5 separate regions of the Mus musculus genome follow, and regions 1, 2, 3 and 5 are each linked to region 4. A link is a contact called in public ChIA-PET, HiChIP or PLAC-seq and promoter capture Hi-C data. All regions are on one chromosome and are shown on one strand. Each heading gives the region's core, a stretch centred on a gene start, on an enhancer-like site or on the middle of the called end of the contact. The rest is flanking DNA. Distances are from core to core; before and after follow the strand shown. Region 1 holds the start of Nfix (nuclear factor I/X). Region 2 holds the start of Gipc1 (GIPC PDZ domain containing family, member 1). Region 3 holds the start of Pkn1 (protein kinase N1). Region 4 holds the start of Mri1 (methylthioribose-1-phosphate isomerase 1). Region 5 holds the start of Tnpo2 (transportin 2 (importin 3, karyopherin beta 2b)).

Evidence for each region. Promoter capture Hi-C pulls out the DNA fragments that hold promoters and counts their contacts. ChIA-PET counts read pairs in DNA pulled down with a chosen protein or histone mark. HiChIP or PLAC-seq counts read pairs in DNA pulled down with a chosen protein or histone mark. Capture Hi-C pulls out chosen DNA fragments and counts their contacts.
Region 1: a promoter capture Hi-C map of second pharyngeal arch cranial neural crest shows a contact between it and region 4. The contact joins the promoter of Nfix here to the promoter of Mri1 in region 4. A contact is called at or near these places in 6 of 39 promoter capture datasets (cranial neural crest, embryonic stem cells, frontonasal cranial neural crest and 3 more) and 3 of 115 datasets of contacts at active chromatin or transcription factors (embryonic forebrain, embryonic midbrain and stem cell-derived neural progenitor cells).
Region 2: a contact with region 4 is called in a promoter capture Hi-C map of adipose tissue, with 2.5 times the contacts expected there. The contact joins the promoter of Gipc1 here to the promoter of Mri1 in region 4. A contact is called at or near these places in 3 of 39 promoter capture datasets (erythroid cells, liver and pre-B cells), 2 of 484 Hi-C or Micro-C datasets (B cells and CD4 T cells), 5 of 115 datasets of contacts at active chromatin or transcription factors (bone marrow-derived macrophages, craniofacial prominence, large pre-B cells and 2 more) and 2 of 9 other capture datasets (adipose tissue and liver).
Region 3: an RNA polymerase II ChIA-PET map of memory CD8 T cells shows a contact between it and region 4, with 6 times the contacts expected there. The contact joins the promoter of Pkn1 here to the promoter of Mri1 in region 4. A contact is called at or near these places in 5 of 39 promoter capture datasets (the C10 cell line, embryonic stem cells, neutrophils and 1 more), 5 of 115 datasets of contacts at active chromatin or transcription factors (double positive thymocytes, effector CD8 T cells, large pre-B cells and 2 more) and 1 of 9 other capture datasets (liver).
Region 5: a contact with region 4 is called in a FOXA1 HiChIP or PLAC-seq map of pancreatic cancer cells. The contact joins the promoter of Tnpo2 here to the promoter of Mri1 in region 4. A contact is called at or near these places in 7 of 39 promoter capture datasets (cranial neural crest, erythroid cells, hematopoietic stem and progenitor cells and 3 more), 4 of 115 datasets of contacts at active chromatin or transcription factors (bone marrow-derived macrophages, effector CD8 T cells, microglia and 1 more) and 2 of 9 other capture datasets (adipose tissue and liver).

What each region holds. Positions count from the first base shown.
Region 1 is chr8:84,799,100-84,801,799 of GRCm38.p6, reverse strand. It overlaps Nfix (nuclear factor I/X), which reads left to right and starts at 1,432. Exons shown (of 11, transcript NM_001371053.1): 1 at 1,432-1,802. The coding sequence starts at 1,776.
Region 2 is chr8:83,651,268-83,653,967 of GRCm38.p6, reverse strand. It overlaps Gipc1 (GIPC PDZ domain containing family, member 1), which reads right to left and starts at 1,290. Exons shown (of 7, transcript NM_018771.3): 1 at 1,231-1,290.
Region 3 is chr8:83,697,894-83,700,593 of GRCm38.p6, reverse strand. Pkn1 (protein kinase N1) reads left to right here and starts at 1,415. Exons shown (of 22, transcript NM_177262.4): 1 at 1,415-1,627. The coding sequence starts at 1,607.
Region 4 is chr8:84,255,874-84,258,573 of GRCm38.p6, reverse strand. It overlaps Mri1 (methylthioribose-1-phosphate isomerase 1), which reads left to right and starts at 1,250. Exons shown (of 5, transcript NM_026423.4): 1 at 1,250-1,684; 2 at 2,155-2,330. The coding sequence starts at 1,314. Ccdc130 (coiled-coil domain containing 130) reads left to right here. Exons shown (of 10, transcript NM_026350.3): 10 at 1-807. The coding sequence ends at 93.
Region 5 is chr8:85,035,613-85,038,312 of GRCm38.p6, reverse strand. Tnpo2 (transportin 2 (importin 3, karyopherin beta 2b)) reads right to left here and starts at 1,420. Exons shown (of 25, transcript NM_001364032.1): 1 at 1,336-1,420.

The sequences.
Region 1 (2,700 bases), core at 183-2,682, 540 kb before region 4:
CTATACCACCCTGCCAGACAATGCATTGCTGAGAATTGCCACAGCTTCTTGGCTGGGGGGTGGGGGTGGGGACTGACAAGGTGCTGGCTGCACCTAGCAATAGGAGGGAGCTCTACCTTGGTGGGATCTGCCTGGGGACTGGGGCACAGTCTTCCCATCAACCTAGAGTCACCCAACAGTTCTCTATGTCCTACTTCAGAGTTTCCAGTACCCCCTTCCCAGCTTCTTTCTTCCCTCCCTCTCTGTGAAGACTTTTCCTTTCTCTCTCTGTTGCGAGAGAGAGAGAGAGAGAGAGAGAGAGAGAGAGAGAGAGAGAGAGAGAGAGAGAGAGAGAGTGAGAGAGAGAGAGAGAGAGAGAGTGTGTGTGTGTGTGTGTGTGTGTGTGTGTGTTTTGAAACAGGGTCTCAGTACACAGGTCAAGCCAGCCTCAAACTATGTAGCTCAGGCTGGTCTACAGCTCAGTTATAATTTTTCTCTTGGAGCTTCTGAGTGCAGGGATTGCAGACAGATGCCATATGCCAACCCACCCCACCTCATTCCCATCTGCAGTGGAAATGGGGAATCCTGGGCCTGCAATGGGCTGGAGCATCACCACAATACAAATAATGTTCCTAAGTCCCAGGACATGTGCAAAGCTATGGGAGACATATGAAGGGTAAGGGTGGTGTGTGTGTGTGTGTGCGCGCGCATGCATGCGTGTTATACTTGAGAGAGTTTTTACAGAACCTGCCAGCTGTTTTGCTATCAGGATTGTAGATCAGTGTGCCCTAGGTCTGGGGTATATCTGGCCAACTCAATGTATAACGTGTGTGTGTGTGTGTGTGTGTGTGTGTGTGTATGTACAGTGATACTTTGTGTCCTTTGTATGGGGGCTCCCATGTGTCAGTGTCACCATGTCTGGGTTGCCATAGCTGTCTTCCAAGATATTTTGGCGTGGCTGTGTGTTGGTGTGTCATTGTGTATCCAGAGTGTGACAAGGTATATATGGTTGTGTGATCGTGTGTGTCAATATTCTGCAGGAACATGTGTGGCACGTGCATGTATGTTAGTGTGGCTCTCCGCATCTGTCTGCATTGGGACGACATGTGACAGTAGGTGGTGTGTGGCTCTTGCTCGTGTCTGTGCCCGGTGTGCACCGCCGTCTGCTGCGACTCCATGAGGAATAGGCCCTGCGTTCCTTCGTGACATTTGTGCCCGTCCAAGCCCTGCTGCGTGTCAGCGTGTGTCGGCGCCCGAACGCCGGCCAGCACGTGTCGGGGCGGCCGCGTCGGTGTGCGTCCCCGCGTGTATGTGTGTGTGCGTGTGTGCGTGTGTGCATGTGTGTGCGCGCCGGCCGCGCTCACCCGCCCCGCCCGCCCCTCCCCGCGCCCCTCCTCCCGCCCGCGCCGCCCGCCCGCTCCCTCTCCCCGGAGTGCGCCGCTTCCAAACTTTGTCTAAACTTTCACTTTCACAGCGCGGCGGCGGCGGCGGCGGCGGCGGTGGCGGGCGAGGGCGAGCGGCCGAGCGGCGGCGGCATGGAGTAGACGCGCGGCGGCGGCGGCGGCGGCGGCGGACGCGAGAGGCAGCGGCGAGCGCGGCGGCGGCCCGGAGCCCGCGGGGCCGAGCCTGTGAGCGCGGAGCGGCGGCGGGCCGAGCGGGGCCGCGGGCCGGGCGGGCGCCGCGCGGCAGAGGCCGGAGCAGCGGAGCCGGAGCCCGAGCGCCAGCCAGCGCGACGCCGCCTGCCGGGCCTGCCCTCGCCGCGGCCGGCCTCCGCGCTCGCGCCCGGGCGCCCAGCGATGTACTCCCCGTACTGCCTCACCCAGGTACCGGCCGCCGCCCCCGCGCCCCGGGAGGGCCGGGCCGGGGTCCCGCAGGCGCGCGGGCAGCGGGCGGGGCGCGGGGGCGCTGCCCCGGGGCGCGCGGCAGGAGTGCGTGGAGAGGGGGCGAGGGGCGAACGCGCGCGGCGGGGTGCGGCGGACAGCGGACCCCTGCTGCTGCGCGGCGACGCGGCGTGGTGGCAGGCGCGGGCGGGCAGGGTGACACGGCGGCAGGAGGCAGAGTGGCCCCGGGGCGCGGGGGAGCACGGGCGGGCGGCGTTCCGTGCGCGCGGCGCGGCGCGGCCGCCCCGGGGTGGCAGTGGCGGGCGTGTGGGCAGCGGCTCTGCGTGCGGCTGGGGTGCCCCGGGCGGCCCGAGCGGCCCGGGCGTCTCCCCAAAGTCTTTGTTCAGGCCTCGCATGGGAGCGGGGCTGAGAAAATGGCGGGGCTCCCAAATTTCGGAGGGGCAGGGGAGGGGAGGGAGGGACGGGCGTGCTGCCAGCCCGGGCCGCGCCTCTCTGCGGATCCTGGACGTTTGCAGACGCGGCTCCCCGGCCCCAAACTTTCCTCCGTGCAAACTTTCCGGTCTCGAAGACCAGGACCGCCGCTGCGTGAACCTGGAAGTGCCCCGGGGAATCCCGGTCCGCTACCCGCAGGCGGGAAGGGCGGGAGCGGCGGCGGCCACCGCAGGTCGACCCTGTTGGGATCAGCCGTCGGGTCAGCCTCGGGCACAGCAGCGCCGACCTTGGCGTGCTTCGGGAGCGCGAGCGCGAGAACGCGTCCCGCCTCCAGCGAAGTTCCCTGCGCTATGGTGTAGCGGAGGCTCAGGCCTGGAGCGTGCCTGATCTGCCACCCCACTCTTTTTAGCCGTGACTCCAAGCTCTGAGAGGGCACCAGCCAGACCAA
Region 2 (2,700 bases), core at 41-2,540, 600 kb after region 4:
CTAGCGTGTGAAACCTCGGTCGGGTTCCACAAGGGCTGAATTGTAGAATGAATGTCTTACATCCCCGACTGCCTGTGGTTCAAACCCCCACAACATGACTGCTAGAGAGCTAAGTGTGTGCGTCTCTCCAGTCTGTCTGCAAGGAGCTGAAGGGAAGTGGGTTGGATGGATTTCCGGAGTCCAGCACTCTCATCCCAAAAAGGGCCTGAAACTCTGCAACCCCCGCAGTCACAGAAAAGCCAAGTGGGGGGAGCAGGAAACGGGTTGTTCCAGGGGCTCAGATAACGCCTGGCTTAGGGGACACCACACCTGCCCCGGTCGTCCCTCCCTCCTAACCCCGGGCACAGCATTGCTTCGGGGAGGAAGGCAGGAGCTTCTGATTCATTCTTGAAAAACCGGATCCTGAAGGTTTCATCTCTCCAGTGTTTCCGGGGCGGGGGCTGAGGGGCGTGAATGCACAGCTTGACCGGTCTTGGCCGCCTGTAGCCCCCGCGCTCCCCAGACACCAAGTCTCTATACTTCCAGTCATCCCTTTAACAGTGGAGAGTGGACAGGGTAGGTGGAAAGGAAATGGGGTTAAACGACCCATGGTATTTGGGCCTTGCCTCTCCAGCTCAGAGAAGGGACACGAGGGCAACCTGGAAGCTGTCTAGTGACCCGTGGGCGAGGAGAGGAAAGCAAAACCCAGCAGGTGCGGCTCCGAAGTGAATATGGGGGTGGCGGTGGGCGTGAGTCTAGGGGCTGATCTCTGGGACTAGTTTCTGGACTCAAAGGATACGGGTCCCTAAGCCCCATGGGTCATTTACTAGCTGTGTGACCTTGAGTAAGTTACTCCACCTCTCTGGCACTAGTGCCTCACTTCTAAAACAAGTTAATAACCCCTCCCAGGAGGGTGTTTTGATTCAACTGAGCTGTGCAGCATAAGCGCCGGACGAGGAAACACCGATCCGGGCTTGCGAGGGGGAGTCATTAAACTAGTGCTGCGGTTGTTACTGTTATCCCGACCTGGGTCTCGGTGTTCCCCCCAGCCAGCTTTGGGAAGAGGCCTGGGAAGGGTCGGGAACACTGACCCACCACCAACAGGGAGCGTCCTGGGAGCAGAGAGCAGAGGCGGACGGGAGGCCCGGCCAGCGGGGAGGGGTCCGTGTTTGGGGTCCCGACGCGGCCAGCTCCACCCCACCGCCACGGCTCCACGCCCTGGAGGCCGCCCCCCGGGCGGGGGACACTCACCTGCGCCGCCGCCACCGCGCGCGCCCTGCTCGGTCCTCTCGAAACTCCGCCCGGCTTCTCCCTGGGCCTCCGGGACTTGGGCGGGGCCGGCGTCCCGGGCGGACTAATCAGCGACGGCCGTGTGCACTCGCGACCAATGGGCGCCTCCCGTCGGAACGCTCCAGAGGGATCCCTCCGCCGCGCCTCGGGCTCCCCCCATTGTGCGAGCAGTGGTCCAACCTTACTCGCTCTAAATAGGGAAGGGCTGAACCATTGTGAGGCTGCAAGGGTTGGGAGACGGCGGGGGAGCTGGCAGCGAGAGTCAGATGACCGGGTTTGGAGGACTGAGTTCTGTATCCAGGAAAGCGCGGTTTTTGAGAGGTCAGCGAGAGGCTGGAGGGCAGCCCCAAGCCCCTCTTCCCTCCCAGAAAGATGCTTTGATTCCAGAGGGTGGACCACAGTGAATAGGGAGGGTCCCGCGTGTCTCCGCTTCTTCCACTCTACACAATAGACAAAGGCGATCGCGCATTCATTCAGTCTTTCAATATTTAAGTGCCCCTGCCTGGTACCAGGCTCGGTCCTGTCTCTATAGACACAAGGATGGAGTATACACAATGTTAGATACAGGGTGTGCAAAGGCTCCGAAGCTGCACAGAGAGCTGCAGAGCACTTCGCAAGCAAAATTGTGTAAGACTCTATGGAACGTATCAGAACAGTAGAACACTCGACTTGTCAATTGAGCACCTACTGTACGGAATCGAAGCTAGTGACCAACCAGTCCAGGCTTCTACCCTCAGGGACAATGGACTCTTTCTCCCCCTTCTCCTTCGTTCTTCTAGGTGCTCTAAGGTTGAACGTAGGCCCAGTTCCTCCTCCTCTTGGAGGATCAGCTATTGGGTCAAGTGCTCAAGGTTGAGGCACTGTTACTGGTGGATGCTAGGCTGACAATCTACCTTCAAGTCACTTCTCCTGCTTCCCTTTTATGAGTTTATCTCCATCTAACTCTGAGTTTACTGTGCGTACACTTTGTCATCCACTTTCTTACCTTTTTTTTAAAAAAAGATTTATATTATATTTATTATTATATCTAAGCGCACTGTTGCTGTCTTCAGAAGAGGGCATCAGATGTCATTACAGACGGTTGTGAGCCACCATGTGGTTGCTGGGATTTGAACTCAGAACCTTCAGAAAAGCAGTCAGTGCTCTTAACTGCTGAGCCATCTCTCCAGCCCCCACTTTCTTACCTTTTAACCCCCCACACACACACATACACACGCAGAGAGTGAGGAAGAGAGAAGGGAGGGAGAAAGAGGGAGGAACAGAGAGAGAGGGAGGGAGGAGAGAGAGAGAGAGAGAGAGAGGAGAGACTGGAAATTACTTGAATCTTTGAAACCTCAAAGCCAGTGACATACTTTCTCCAACAAGGACACACCTCCTTAAGCCTTCCAAAACAGTTCCATCAACTGAAGACCTTTTTTTTTAAATACTGTT
Region 3 (2,700 bases), core at 166-2,665, 560 kb after region 4:
TGACCAAGGGCGGCAGGTGACACAGGACCTGGTGGGCTCCTCCTGGAAATGTCTAGACTTTAGGCTCCGTTGGTATGCGGTTTGGGGAAGAGACTGTAAGGAGGAGGCGGCTGGGGGACAAGGAAGGAAGCCTCTACTGTAGTCTTGAGAGTTCAGTGATGGAGTATTGGGCCTGTTCAGGGCTTAGGAAGATGAGTTTGGGTGCCCCCCCCAAATGATAGGGTGCAGAAGAAAAGCCATCCTGTAAGTCACTCACTGGCCACCACACATTTGGCTTGGCATGTGTGGTACATGCACGTGAACACACTCAATAAATGGTATAAAGATTAAAATAGGAGTTGAAGAGATAGAAGCAATACTACTCTTGTAGAAAACTCAAGTCTGGACCCAGCACCCAGGTGGTGCAGTCCACAAACAGTTTATAACTTCCTTTTAGGGCATCCCATGTCTTCTTCTGACCTCCAGAGGCACCCACACACATGTGCATAACTCACACAAAGAAACACATATATACACATGCAAGAAATTAAATATGAGTCTTTTCTAGCAAATAGTATAAGATTAGTCTTTTGGACAGTAATTAAAATCATTATCTCTCCTACCTTATAGGACTTTTAAGGAGATGTTTTAATCCTCCTCACCCAGTAAAACTTTTGTTTATACAAAGCGCCCCCCCCCCCCCCGCTCCATTCTAGGAAATTGATCGCTTGGAGCAGTGACCCCTTTCCCCTTCAATTTCCTCTGCGCCAATTTTCTCAGACTAGCCAATTGAATAAGACTGCGAGGTCACCTGAGTTAGAATAGAAACCATATGCACTTCCTGTCTTCTCTTTGCTTTTCCGCAGCGCACTGTCTTGATGAAGAGTAAAGTTTGCCTTGTTCGGACATTTCATTTTGAAGGATGGTCTCTTTCTTTGCCACCCCGAAACTTATTCCTAACACACATGAATCAAAATAAAGTCTTTAAAAAAATGAGCTAAAAGTGACAACTGCTGGCATTTATTGTGCACTTGGGATCTATACACTTGCCCTACTCTTCCTCAAGTTTTACAGACATCCTAGTCCTGAGGGGTATTGTGTTCCCCCAAGGCCCAGGACACTGGGATTTGAAGTCAGGCTCTCCCTGTGTTTGCCTCCCGGGAAACGGGAGGGAGGATGCCTCTGTGCAGCTGGGCCGTGTGTGTCGAGGGTGGTGGTGGACGGTGACCATTGCATTCAAAGGGGTTGGAGGCGGGGGACAAGGCCTCTGAGGCTCGCGGTCGCTTAGGCCCGCTCAGAGTCCCCTACGCTACAAGGAGCGCTTGCCGCACCCCACAGCCAACAGGGACCCTATTTCCCCGCTGCAAGCCCCGGGGGCCGCCGGGAGCCCCGCCCCCGCCCCGCCTCCTCCCCAGGCGCGGACCTCGGCGCTCACGTGACCCACCCTGCAGCCGCTGGGGCCGGAGGGCGCAGCTCGGCGGAGGCCTGGCCAGGCCGGGCCGAGCGCAGCAGGCCGGAGCGCGCCGCGCGCCTGGGAGGGTCTGGGCGCCGCGCCTCCCGCCGCACCCGCCCGCGCGCTCGCAAGCCCTTCCTTGGCGCTGGGACCCCTGGCGGGCGGCCGGAGGACATGGCCGGCGACGCCGTACAGGTAGGCGACTTGTCCGCACCCGCGGGGCGGCCAGAAGGCGCGGAGGACCCCAGGCACGGGTAGAGTCCCGGACGAGGTCCCCATCGGGAGCCCGCGCGGGCCCTTGTAGCAGGTGGAGGCGCCGACCGGGTCGGAGGAAGGGGTGCTGTTCGGGATTCTACCCCAGCATCCCCTCCTTTGGCCCTCCCCGAGAGTCAGCGTGTGTAGCGGGGTCCCCACTTCGGTGTCCGAGGCTAGCTGCGGATCCCGGTGCCTGTCGTCCCCACATCCTACTCTGGGTCCTGCAGCGTTCGGTTTCTGTCAGGTGCCGCTTCACCTGGAGCAGGTGCCTGGCACCCTGCCCCGGACCGGAGGAGTGCCCGGCCCGATCCCCTCCCCCGCACAACAAAGCCCGGGCCACCCCCGCCTGCAGACGTCTTTACGATGGTCTTGACGCCACCCAGATGGGCACCTGTTGGAGGAAGTGTCTAAGTCACTTCACTAGGCCTGAGGCCGGGTTCCTCCTTCCGCCTTGTTCCCCATAACCACCCTTCAGGCTGACAGATGGAGCTGTAACCCAGGTGGGGCGTGTCCTGTCACACAGACAGGAAGGATTTTATGTCTGGAAGGTGACAGGGCTGGGTCTCTACTCCCTCGCAACAGACACCTGTGACTGGCATCTGCCAGCCACATGGCCTTCCCTGTGTGACCTGTTGGGCGTTACTGAAGCAGGGTCAGGGTCGGGGTGACTGACTCCCCACTCTAATTCAGTGGCCCAAAATCTGAGATCTTTGTATCTTTGTGGCTCCATTAATTCGTCACCATGCAGTCCATTGTCCTGTGTAACTGGTTCTCATCTCCTTCTACACCTGCCCCCATGTCTCCCCTGTACCCTTCTGTACCCGTCTTCCCCAGTCCTGCTGATGGCCTGCCGGCCTTGCCGAGGAGCTGGGCGTATCTGGTGCTGCCGATCTCACAAGGTCAGACCTCCAGGCTGATGCACCGGTGCCGGCTCCCCTTCAAGCCCACTGAGGGCTGTGCAGGGCTGTCCCAGTACATGCATGTGCTTGGTGTGTCCCGAGTAGGACGCACAT
Region 4 (2,700 bases), core at 1-2,500:
TTCCCCCTAGGTTCCTCCCAGGAGGACCTGCTGAACCCCAACACCCCCAATGCCTCCCTGGTGGCTGACTACTCTGACTCAGAGAGCGAGTAAGGGAGTCAGAATTCCAGGACCAGAAGCCATGACGCGTCCAGACCTTAGGGACTGGCACATTGCTGCCAGCCCAGATACAGACCTACCTTCCTATACAGATTATTATTTATTTGGTTTTGGTGAGAATGCCTGTGCCTTGATGTAACCCTGATACCTGAGCATTAAAGTGCTGTTCTTTGTCCCTGCCTTGTTTCTAAACTCATCTAGTAGCTGCCCTGCCCTCACTTCCAGCCAACTAAGCAGATGCTGCTGCATCGTTGTGACGGCAGTGTGGCCCCACAAAGCCCGATGAAGGGTTTGAGATACTGACCAAGATTGGCCACGGCCTGGGGTGACGTCCCCTTATGAGGTGTCAAGGACTACATAAGGAAGGTTGAAAGAGGGCCAGGCTGCTGGAGCCAGAGAAATAAAGCTAACGGCAGGCAGGAAGAACATCCAAACTCCATGTCATGGGCTGGTGTGGGTCACTCATAGTGGCCAGCCAGTAGGGATGTTTGTGAAACAACCTCAAAAACACCCTAATCCAGCCAGGCATAGTGGGCAGACAACCGTCATCCTGGCACCCCAGCAATAGAGACAAGGTGTGGTCCAGCTTTAAAATAGGGTTTCTCATGTATCCCTGGCTGTCCTGGAACTCGTTCTGTAACTATTGTGGAGCCAGATTCACAAATATATCTCTACCTCCTGAATGCTGGAATTAAAATCTGAGGTTTATTTTTGTGTGTTTGCATGTTGTGAGTATGTTGTCTCACTGAGGTTTGAAAGAGGGCCTTGAATCCTTTAAAACTAGCGGCAGTCGTGAAGCCTTTGGTCCTCTACAAGAGCAGAATGCACGCCTAACCATTGAGCAATCTCTTCAGGCCCTGAGAATAAACGTCCCTCATGGTGCTTGCTTTTTTTTAAAAAAATGGAGACAAAAGTAGTCCCACGGAAGGTCGTTTGACACGCTGATTAAGCGCTGGGTGTCTGTGAGCCGTGGATAGGCAGAGCTGAGAGTTCCAAGTCATCGCTTCAGTAACGGATGGACGATTTCCGGCAAAAAAATAGCCCCATCACCAAGCATCTTGGAGCTAGAACTCGGCCTTGGGAGAAGTTACAGCCACTCTGGAAGACGCTAATCGCCCGATAACCTAGGAGCGCGTGCGCATGCGCACGCGGCAGGACGCAACTCCGCCCCGCAGCCTGTGCAGGATTCCTCGTGGCCCTGCAGGGTAGGCAACATGACACTGGAAGCGATCCGCTACTCGCCCGGCTCGCTGCAGATCCTCGACCAGCTGCAGCTGCCAGAGCACTGCCACTATGAGGCACTGAGCTCCGTGCAGCAGGCTAGTGAAGCCATCCGCGCCATGAAGGTGCGCGGAGCCCCGGCCATCGCGCTGGTCGGCTGCCTCAGCCTGGCCGTGGAGCTGCGGGCCGGCGCCGGCGGTCCCGGACTCGCTGCTCTGGTGGCCTTCGTGCGAGACCAGCTGCGCCTCTTAGTCGCCGCCCGGCCCACCGCTGTCAACATGGCCCGCGCCGCCCGCGATCTGGGTCAAGTGGCAGCCCAGGAGGCGGAACGAGAGGGTGCCACTGAAGAGACCGTGCGGGAAAGGTACGGGATCCTGGACCAGTCTTGTGTGCTCTGCCCAGCTTTCCTCTCTACCATTTTCTTTCCCATCCCACTTCCGGTCCAGCCACTTGGTTCTTACTGCTTTTCTGTTGCACCGGTACGGCTCCTGCCTGTGGCTGAGACTAGAGTCTAGAGCATTAAAGCACTGGAGTTAGAACTTCATCTCCAGGTTCCTGCTCCTTCCCCTCCCCTTCTGTAAAAACACCTTGTCCCTGATTCTGCCCCTTCCTGTTCATCAACTGCCTCTCCCACCATGACGTCATCATCACAGAGGTAAAGGGTTTCCTCCTGTTTACTGCTGTGCGTCAGCCCCAGCTCCTGGCTCACTTATATTAGTGATCAGAGTGGAAGTGTCCTCAGGCTCTCAGAACCCCACCTCACCTTTAAAGGGCGGCCCCTTCAAAGTTAGCCAGCTCCCTTCCAACAGTGCTAAGAGCTTCTTCTGTCCCCAGAGTGATCCGCTTCGCCGAGGATATGTTGGAGAAGGACCTCAAAGACAACCGGAGCATCGGGGACTTGGGAGCCCGCCATCTCCTAGAGCAGACCAACCCCAGGGGTGGCAAGGTGACCGTGCTGACCCACTGTAACACGGGTGCTCTGGCCACTGCTGGCTATGGTACAGCGTTAGGTGAGGAGGCACCTTCAATTGTTAGGGCATGGGACATGTTATGGGATGCAAGGCAAAGCAACTGGAGCTGGGGGTGTAGTTCAGTGGCAAGAGTACTTGCTTAGCTAGGGCTGGCTCAGCAGCTTAAAAGTATGGACCCCTCTTGCAAAGACCTATTAAGTTCTCAGCACCCACAGTAACTACCTGCAGCACCCTCTTCTGGCCTCCACGAGCACATGCCCTTACATGCATAGAGACACACATGTACATAATTAAAAATAAACACTAGGGCTGGAGAGATGGCTCAGTGGTAAAGAGCATTGACTGCTCTTTCAAAAATCCTGAGTTCAATTCCCAGCAACCACATGGTGGCTCACAACCCGTCTGTAAT
Region 5 (2,700 bases), core at 171-2,670, 780 kb before region 4:
CCCCGAGGCAGAGGCGGCTGCATGCAGACGCAAGCGCTCTCCGCCGAGAAGCGGAGGCCTCCAATCCGCGCCTGTCCAAGTGCGGGGTCCCCGCCAGCTAAGCCATCCTCGGCCACGCAGTCGCGGGCTCGGGAGTGCGAGTGGGGGGAATATAAAAGCGGGCCATCAGGACCAGCGGCGGGGGCGCGACGGATCCACATCGAGCCTAACGAGGAACCCTCTTTCCAAAGCGATCCACGCCACCGCCGCCCCCGGTTACGGGCCTCACGGCTTCCGCCTCCCTCCAGGGCGAGGGGCCCCGCCCCAGCGGTCTTTCAGGTGAAGGCTCAGTCCACGAGGATTCCCTTCCCCAAAATCCAGCCTTCCAGCTCCACTAGATGCCAGCCGCCTCCTAGATTTCTGAGCTCCTCTAGGTCCCTAAGCGCCCAGATCTTGCTCATCCCTGCTCCCTCTTCTAAACCGGCTCTACAAGCTCAGTAGACGCCACATGGCCCCCTTTCTGACCTAGACGCGGCCCTGTGACCCTCCTTAACCAGAATACAAGCAATACCCGATAGGTTTCCAATGTCTCTTTGAATGAGAGCCAGTCAGAATCACCCAACCCACGACCAAAGCCCCCAATGCCCGCTGCCTGCCCCCAATCAGATCTGGCCAAGCTTCTCTAGCTCTTACCCTCCGCCCCAGTCAGCAGGAATTAATGCTGACGGACCTCTGGCAGCTCCCCCAATCAAATTCCCCTAAGCCCCCTCCCACCCCCTCACCCCCGATCACTTCACGTCGGAGACCCCATCCGTCCAATCCCTGCAGCTTCCCTTACAGAGTCCCGCACAAACACCCGCCCGGTGCGCTACCCTCAACGGATCCCACCACCGCCTCGCAGCCAGACTCAGCAAAGCCCTCTGGTCTCAAGTCTGACGCCCCTCCCTATTAGGACTAAACAACCTTCCCCTCTCAACTTTCAAGGCTGTCTCCCCCGAATCAGACCCAACCAAGCCCCGCCGAAACAGATCCCCACACACACCCGATCCACGCGACGTCCCCCGACGATTCCCCCAATCAGCGCCCCTCCAGCCCGACCCCAGCCGCCCCACTGGCCCGCATCTCGTGGCACCCGAACCTGCCCGGGCGCCGAGGCCCCACCCCTTGAGATCAGATCAGCTCCCCCTCCCCCGCCCGGCCCGTTCTGCCGGCCTCGAGAGCTGGCCCAACCCGGTACCCCGCCTCTCAGCCGGGCGCGACCCCGACGCCTGGGCGGCGCGCGGCGCAGGCCCAGAACCCAGGGAGGTTCGAGGCGAGCTGAAGCCAAGGGGCCCCGGCCGAGCGAGGCCCACCTACCAGGCCCCGGGAGGCAGCGGCGGCGCCTAAGTGCTGCAGCTTCTCCAGAGGCTCGCGCGGAAGGAGGGAGCCAGAGGCAGGGAATTAAAAAAAAAAAAAAAAAAAAAAAATTAAACGCGGCCGAAATGAACAATTTCGGCTTCCGTACGCCGTTCAAACTGGCCTACCAAAGCCAATCGGAGAGCGAAGCACTCACACGTGATCTGGCACAGAGTGGCCCTGGCCAAGTTGAGTCACGTGAGAGAATAAGTACCGCCTCTAGGCCTCTCTTGCCATTAGGTCCTCCCAGCGTCTCGTTTCCTTTTCCTTACTGCAGCTTTCTTCTTTCTTCTTTAACGTATATTGGTATTTTTGTCTGAACCATGTGCGCGCAGTGCCGTGGGGATCAGAAGATTGCATTGGATGCCTGTGAAGCTGGTGGTGGTGAGCCATGTGGATGCTGAAATCAAACCTGGGTCCTCTACGAGAGCCCACAGTACTCTTAACTGGCCCCAGCCCCACTGAGTTGCAGATTTTGCTGGAGCTAGAAATTTAGTAGTGCATGGGTGTTTTCGGTGTGTAATGGACCTAGGAATCCTTCAACTACAGCTAACCGTGTCCTTACTACAACTCCCTAAAATTTAAACTGTTCCGCAGTCCGGCGTGCCTCAGAACTGGATTGGGAGGGAGGGAGGGCAGGGATAGGGAATAAGGCAACAGTAGACCCCTCTGGTGCCAGGAAAGCTACATCACAAAACCCTTTGATCAAAAATAAGTTAAAATGAAGCCGGGCAGTGGCGGCGCACCCCTTTAACCCCAGCACTCCCTGATCTATGGAACTGGTTCCAGGACAGCCAAGGCTACACAGAGAAACTGGGGGAGGGGGTTAAAATGTAACTTTCTCTTTCGCTCCCCTAAACAGCACTACACCGACGTAAAGAGCAGGGCAGGCAGCTGGCGGTGCTGGATTTTACTAGAGCAACTGTCCTGTTATTGTTCAATGCTGTTTAAACACTTTTTACATGGGACTGAAAAATAACACGTGGCCATTTTTTGTTCTGTTTTTCGTGACAGGGTTTCTCTGTGTAGCTCTGGCTGTCCTGGAACTCAATCTGTAGTCCAGGCTGTCCTCGAACTGAGAATCCGCCAGCCTCTGCCTCCCAAGTGCTGGGATTCAAGGCATGCGCCACCGGATTTATGTTTGTTTTGCCTGCATTTATGTCTGCATCACGTTTCTGACGAGACAGTCAGGTGTTGAATCTCCTGGAACTAGAGCTACAAGACAGTTGTGAGCTGCCATATACGATTGCTGGCACTCAAAACCAGGGTCCTGTAGCAAAGCAACAAGTGCACTTAATCGCTGAGTCATCTTATTCAGCCCCTGGC